Regions from separate parts of the Oryzias latipes genome. Here region 2 is linked to region 1. The links are chromatin contacts, called in public Hi-C maps. All regions are on one chromosome and are shown on one strand. Each heading gives the region's core, a stretch centred on a gene start, on an enhancer-like site or on the middle of the called end of the contact. The rest is flanking DNA. Distances are from core to core; before and after follow the strand shown. Region 1 holds the start of LOC101175613 (glucocorticoid-induced transcript 1 protein). Region 2 holds the start of LOC101170109 (neurexophilin-1).

The links. Hi-C and Micro-C count contacts between places; a contact is called where the count stands out from the background.
Region 2: a contact with region 1 is called in a Hi-C map of embryo, with 2.5 times the contacts expected there. The contact joins the promoter of LOC101170109 here to the promoter of LOC101175613 in region 1. A contact is called at or near these places in 5 of 5 Hi-C or Micro-C datasets (embryo, fibroblasts and gastrula embryo).

The regions. Positions count from the first base shown.
Region 1 is chr11:20,997,141-20,999,893 of ASM223467v1, forward strand. LOC101175613 (glucocorticoid-induced transcript 1 protein) reads left to right here and starts at 1,376. Exons shown (of 6, transcript XM_020699501.2): 1 at 1,376-1,465. The coding sequence starts at 1,376. It overlaps umad1 (UBAP1-MVB12-associated (UMA)-domain containing protein 1), which reads left to right. Exons shown (of 3, transcript XM_023960050.1): 3 at 1-324.
Region 2 is chr11:21,250,843-21,253,595 of ASM223467v1, forward strand. It overlaps LOC101170109 (neurexophilin-1), which reads right to left and starts at 1,428. Exons shown (of 2, transcript XM_004074159.4): 1 at 1,041-1,428. The coding sequence starts at 1,088.

The sequences.
Region 1 (2,753 bases), core at 126-2,625:
AGAGGGTGAGAGCTCGTCAGGCAGCTCTGACCAGCAGAGAACGGAGGTTCTCCTCCACTCTCCATCCATGTGAGTGGAAGACTTGCAGTTCTTCTTTCCGGTGTGTGTGGAACGTTTGTCGGCCTTTCATCCGCTTAGTCGTTTATTGTGAGAAGAAGAAAATGGTCCGTTGTTCATGTGCACTCTACGCAGATGACGTTCTGCAGAAGATTTAGGCTGCTTAGCTTTAAGGAAGGAACACGTCCCTGTTTACATAAAGCCCCCTCTTGCCACCAGTGCCTTCAACTCCTGTATGAACCAATAAAAAAAACATGTCAACCCTTATTTATCTGCATCTTTAGATCTGTTTTAAAAGCGTTCTCAGTGGTCTTTTAATTATGAATTTTCTTTTCTTTTTCTGCCAAAATCAACAAAAGGGTTTCTGCAGAGTTGTAGTTATTATAAATTCACCTCTGAGTTGTGGGCTGGACTGTTGGAGCGGAGCAGAGCAACCCCCCGATGCTGAGAGCTCTCTGTTTACACCCCCAACCTAATATTACAGGCGCAACAACAATGGCTAGCTTAACTGGAGCCATACAGTCATACAGTTTTGAGCCGGATGCCAGCTCAGACGAGGAAAGCGAAGACTTTCATGGATCTATAAATGGTAAATGGCGTATACTTATATAGCGCTTTCTATCTTCTTACGAAGGCCCAAAGCGCTTTACAGTCACAGACCCATTCACACACACATTCACACTCTGATGGCGGCTCCGCTGCCGAACACTGGCGCCAACCTCCCACCAGAGGCAAGGTGGGGTTCAGTGTCTTGCCCAAGGACACTTTGACACATGGGCGTGCAAGGCGGGAATCGAACCTGCAATCTTACGATCATGAGTCGACCGCCCTACCGCTGCACCACGGCCGCCGATCTAGTCGTCTGTAACCCAAAGCAATCACTGTGGAGCAAAGTGGGGAGCTTTGGGACCTCCCACTGTGTTTTTCTATGTCACAAATACAATCTTTATGTTAAATTTCATTTTTCATCTCTTGACACACAACGATTTGAATAAAGAAATACTCAGAAGGACAATTTTTTAGCTGAATTTTCTTAATGTATGTCCTCCATCAACAGAAAAATGCCACACAAACTACAATTTACTTATCAGATTGGGTTTTTCAGCACCAACCTGGTCAGATGTCACCGCAGTGACTGATCTGGCAAGAAGACGCGGCAAAATGACGGAACATTAATTTAAACATGACCTGTCAGAAAGGAATGAAATCGGTCCATTTAATGGAAGTAGGTCACAGCAGAAAAGTATGTGACTGAACAGGCTCCAACTCCAGCTTCCTTCTGCAAGGAGAAGAAAATGAATGCCAAAGAGACGACAGTATGAATGGAATGTGGAGGAAGCTGAGAAACAGACTACTGAGGAAGAGGAGGAAGAGCCAAAGCCGGTTGTTTGTGGTGCTGATGATGCAGGTGGGATGGAGAGAAACCATGAAGGTGCAGCTGCTCAGTCAAACTAAAAAAAAATATTGCCCGAGAACAAAGTTGGGATAAGCTTCCCACCTCTGATGAACAGCTGATTAAGTGACGTTCCCCCACTGCGTCACTACGTCACACAGGTGGGACTGGCAAGCGCAGCACCGACTACAGGGGCCACCGTGGAACTGATATTAACTAATAACTTACATTAATAACTTGCTAATTACCCTCCATCATTCTGATAACTACCCCCACAAACTCCCGGGCTGCTGTCAGCATCAGCAGCGCGCGCGTGCGCCACCTCTCCTCCCATAAACACCAGAGTCGGCGGGTCCTCCGTCGCCGGGAGCAGCAACGTAGGACCGACGACGTCCCGGTGCTCCAGCTCCGCCGATCCACTCGAACAGACCAGACGCGGCTCGAACGGCGGACGGAGGTAGATCCCCCCAACCAACACACCCCCAACTGCCGAGGGCATCACCCCGGCCTCTGAGTCCGTAGTGCGGGGTAAGCTGCTGTGGCTCCGCCGCTCCGGCTGCTTATCGCGGCGCGTCGGTCTGCCGTGCTAAGGCTGCCTCAGTCGGACGGCGTTTCCGGGTTCTTCGGGTGCTTAGAGTTGGGCTGACCGTCGCATCGGCTCAGGATTAGCATAGCGCGAGCTGGTTCTGGTTCCGACAAGAGCGGGCTTGTCAGAACAACAACAACAACAACGTCAACAGAAAGAAGCAGCTGCGGCGCCACGTTTTGTTTTGGTGAGCCGAGCTGCGCGGCTGCCCAAAAATAAAAAAGCCCCATTTTCACGAGCGGTCGTGAGGCTATTTTGCTGACATGATAGCCGAAATGCGAAGGACATTCTTGGGTTTCGGTTGAGGGCCGCACCGCAGCTGTGGGGGTCGTATTTCTGCGTTTACCCCGCAGGAATATTTAAACACCCATGTTTCTCTATGGGATTCCGGCGGATGGGCTAAGCTAACTAGCTAACGAAGTAATTAGGTCATAACTCAAACATGGAGGGGCTGCGTGACGCGGCTCCCAGTGGGGTGACGTCAGCAGGAGGATGCTCTGTTTTCTGTCAGCAGGATTCCAACAGGAAACAGTGTTTTTTGGTGGGGGATTGAGCCTCGACTGAATGTAAACAAGCATCAGATGAACCTCAGAGGAGCTGCTGGTGGTGATGGCGGGCGGGTGGGTGGGTAGGTGTCCTGGGTGGGTGTCCTGTGGAAGCGAGGCTCACAGAAACAGCAGACGCCTTCAAGCTGACCAGGAGAGCAGCTGCACATGT
Region 2 (2,753 bases), core at 178-2,677, 250 kb after region 1:
TCTTCTTTTCCGGGCAGCTGGCCTTTAAAGGTTGATCTAGAAGTCGTTTTGTTGCTCATCCTAAATCTTCCACCGAGCACATACACACAGAAAAACTCAAATCAAGAAGGCCAACTATTCACGCGCGCAATAAACACTGAGTGTTGCGCGCGCTTTCCCTTTCCTCTAGCTCCAGATTCCAGCACAATTGACTGCAGAACCGATTTCTTTAAGCGCGTCTCTGTTGTCAGGTAAGGATGTGTGGTAGCAAATAAATTACCGAACTTGAAGTGTGGCTTTTATGAAGGAGATATATATATATATATATATATATATATATATATATATATATATATATATATAGCACAATCTTTAGCTCCGTCCTGTTGCTGTTGGACTCCAGATTGCTGGACAAAAAACTCTAAGTAATTTCAGCACCGTGGACAGCTCTGCTCCGGCAGCTGCGCCAATTTGGTCCAAACTTGCCAGATTCAAGGAGATAAATCCACTTTATATGAAATAAACGTGTTTTATCACGAGTGGAAGTGTTCAGGTCTCAATTAGAGATCCCAAAAATGAATTTCGTAAAGAAACATTTAACCTTCTCGTGTTTTTTTTCTTTACTATTATATTTATTTAAGAGGGAGGAAAAGTGAAATACTTTTTTCCCTTTCCAGCAAATATGAGTGTGTGTCCGTCCTGCTTACACCGAGAGCTGGCCTTGTGCGCGTGAGCACGTGCTCACAGTTAATGTCCTCCGTTCAAGTCTCTGTTCAGAGTTCAGCTGCAGGTTGGGTTGCTGGAGCGCCCCCTCACATCACATCGTCCGGGTCCGGTCAGGGCTTTTGGTCTATTATTAAATTGGTCTATTTTGCTCTATTTTATGGTGAGTGTTTTCCGCGTGTGACCCTTCGCGCAGGTAAACACCCCCCCCCCCCCCCCCCACACACACACACACACACACGCACACACACACACGCACACCCACACACAAATACACACACCCCGCGACTCCCCCGGTGCGCGTGGCTCTGAAGACTTAGAAAGTTGCGAGGACTCACCCGGCAGAGCACGGCCGTCAGCAAGACCACGGCGCACCAACGCGGCATCCTCCAGGAGCTCCAATGTCCACGCACGTGCCTTAGCCGTTGAGCGCGGCTCCGCGCGCATACATCCACCTGAGGTCCGCTCAGTGCCCGCACGCGCCCGCAGCCACACGCCCCATGAGCGCAGGGCAGGAAACGGAGAGCCGGGAGGCTGACGCTGGGTCGAGTGTAGTCAGAGGGGGGGCAAAGCGCAGCAGTTACATGAGAGTTAATCCAGGGGGGGCAACCGCAGGGTCATCTCTGGGAGCGCGCTGGTTGGCAGCTGCGCACGTGGCAATACGAGGATCCGATGTAAAGAAACGGCTGCGCTTCCTGCTTTTATAACAGGCGTCCACAACACCGCCCGAGAAGCTGTCCTTTGCGGGGGAGGGGCAATCGGCAGCAAAGGGGGAGGGGGGTCCTTTGGCACGGAGAATAAAACACGCAAACGCGAGCGGATGTGCGGGATATAAAGTTATTTCTCTTTGCTCTTCTTCTAAAGAGATTCTTTCGTGATGCTTCAAGGTTCGAGCTCATAAATCATATGTGTCAGTCATTGCCCCAATCCACCACCACTACCACACCACCCCCACGTTCTTTAAATAAAATCAATGGTATGAGTCTGGAAGGGTTCATGTTTATCATCCTCATCTCTGATCCTGGACTTCAAAAGCCAAATTTAGGGGTCCAGAACAGAACTGTTACAGATCAGGAGCTTCTCAGATAACCACCTGTTGCTAAACACCTGAAACTTATCAGGTTTGACATCCAAGTTCTGGTGTTTTGGAGGACACCAGCTGAACAATTCAGTTGACCTTCAAAACCAGGACAAATAGGAGCCAATTAAAACATCCATTCAGAGCCAAACCTCACAGTTGAAACTCAAAGCAGAAATACGCTCAAACTTGTGAGGTCTATGCTTGTATACCCTCATCTATGGTCATGCGCTTTGGGACATGATCATAAAACACTAAACTCTGAGTGCAATCGGCTGACGTGAGTTTCCTCGTTTTGGGTGGGTGAGTGTTCCTTTGGAGATGAGGCGAAGGGCTTGGTCAACCCAGAGGAGTGGATCTGATGCTCTTCCACATCAGCTCAGGGGGCTTTAGTACATTTTCTATGCATGCTGGACACCTCCCTGGGAGGGTAATCTGGGCCTGTCCCACTGGAGGAGGCCCCTGGATGGTTTATATCTTCCCACTGGTCTGAGAGCGCTAGATATTGGGAGGAAGGTCTGAACATCTCTGCTGACTGTCACCCTTGCAACCCAACTCCCGACAAGTCGGGGAAAAAATGGATGTTTGGATAAATGGATGGATGTGTGAGGTTAAGTTCTTTCTGGACCAGCAGAGCTGGACCTCCAGAGCTCTACTGAGAGCTCTGGAGAAGAGCGGCAGGTCTTCATCAGACTGAAGTGGGGTTTCTTAATGTGCAAATTGACAAAACTTGTTGTTAAGTCCAACAGCGTTCCAAAAAAAGAGCAGAAACCCACCTCTCACTTCTTACTCTGTCAACTGCCAGAAATGCATCCTGTCTGATATGGAAGTCTGCAAAGATTATGATTAATATCTAAACTTACCTGTGCACATTTCTGGCGTATTTTCTGTTTTGTTTTTTCTCTATAGACAGCCAAATATAGGAAAATTGTGTAGAGCTGCAGAGGTCCTGAAATCCCACACAAGTGCAAGT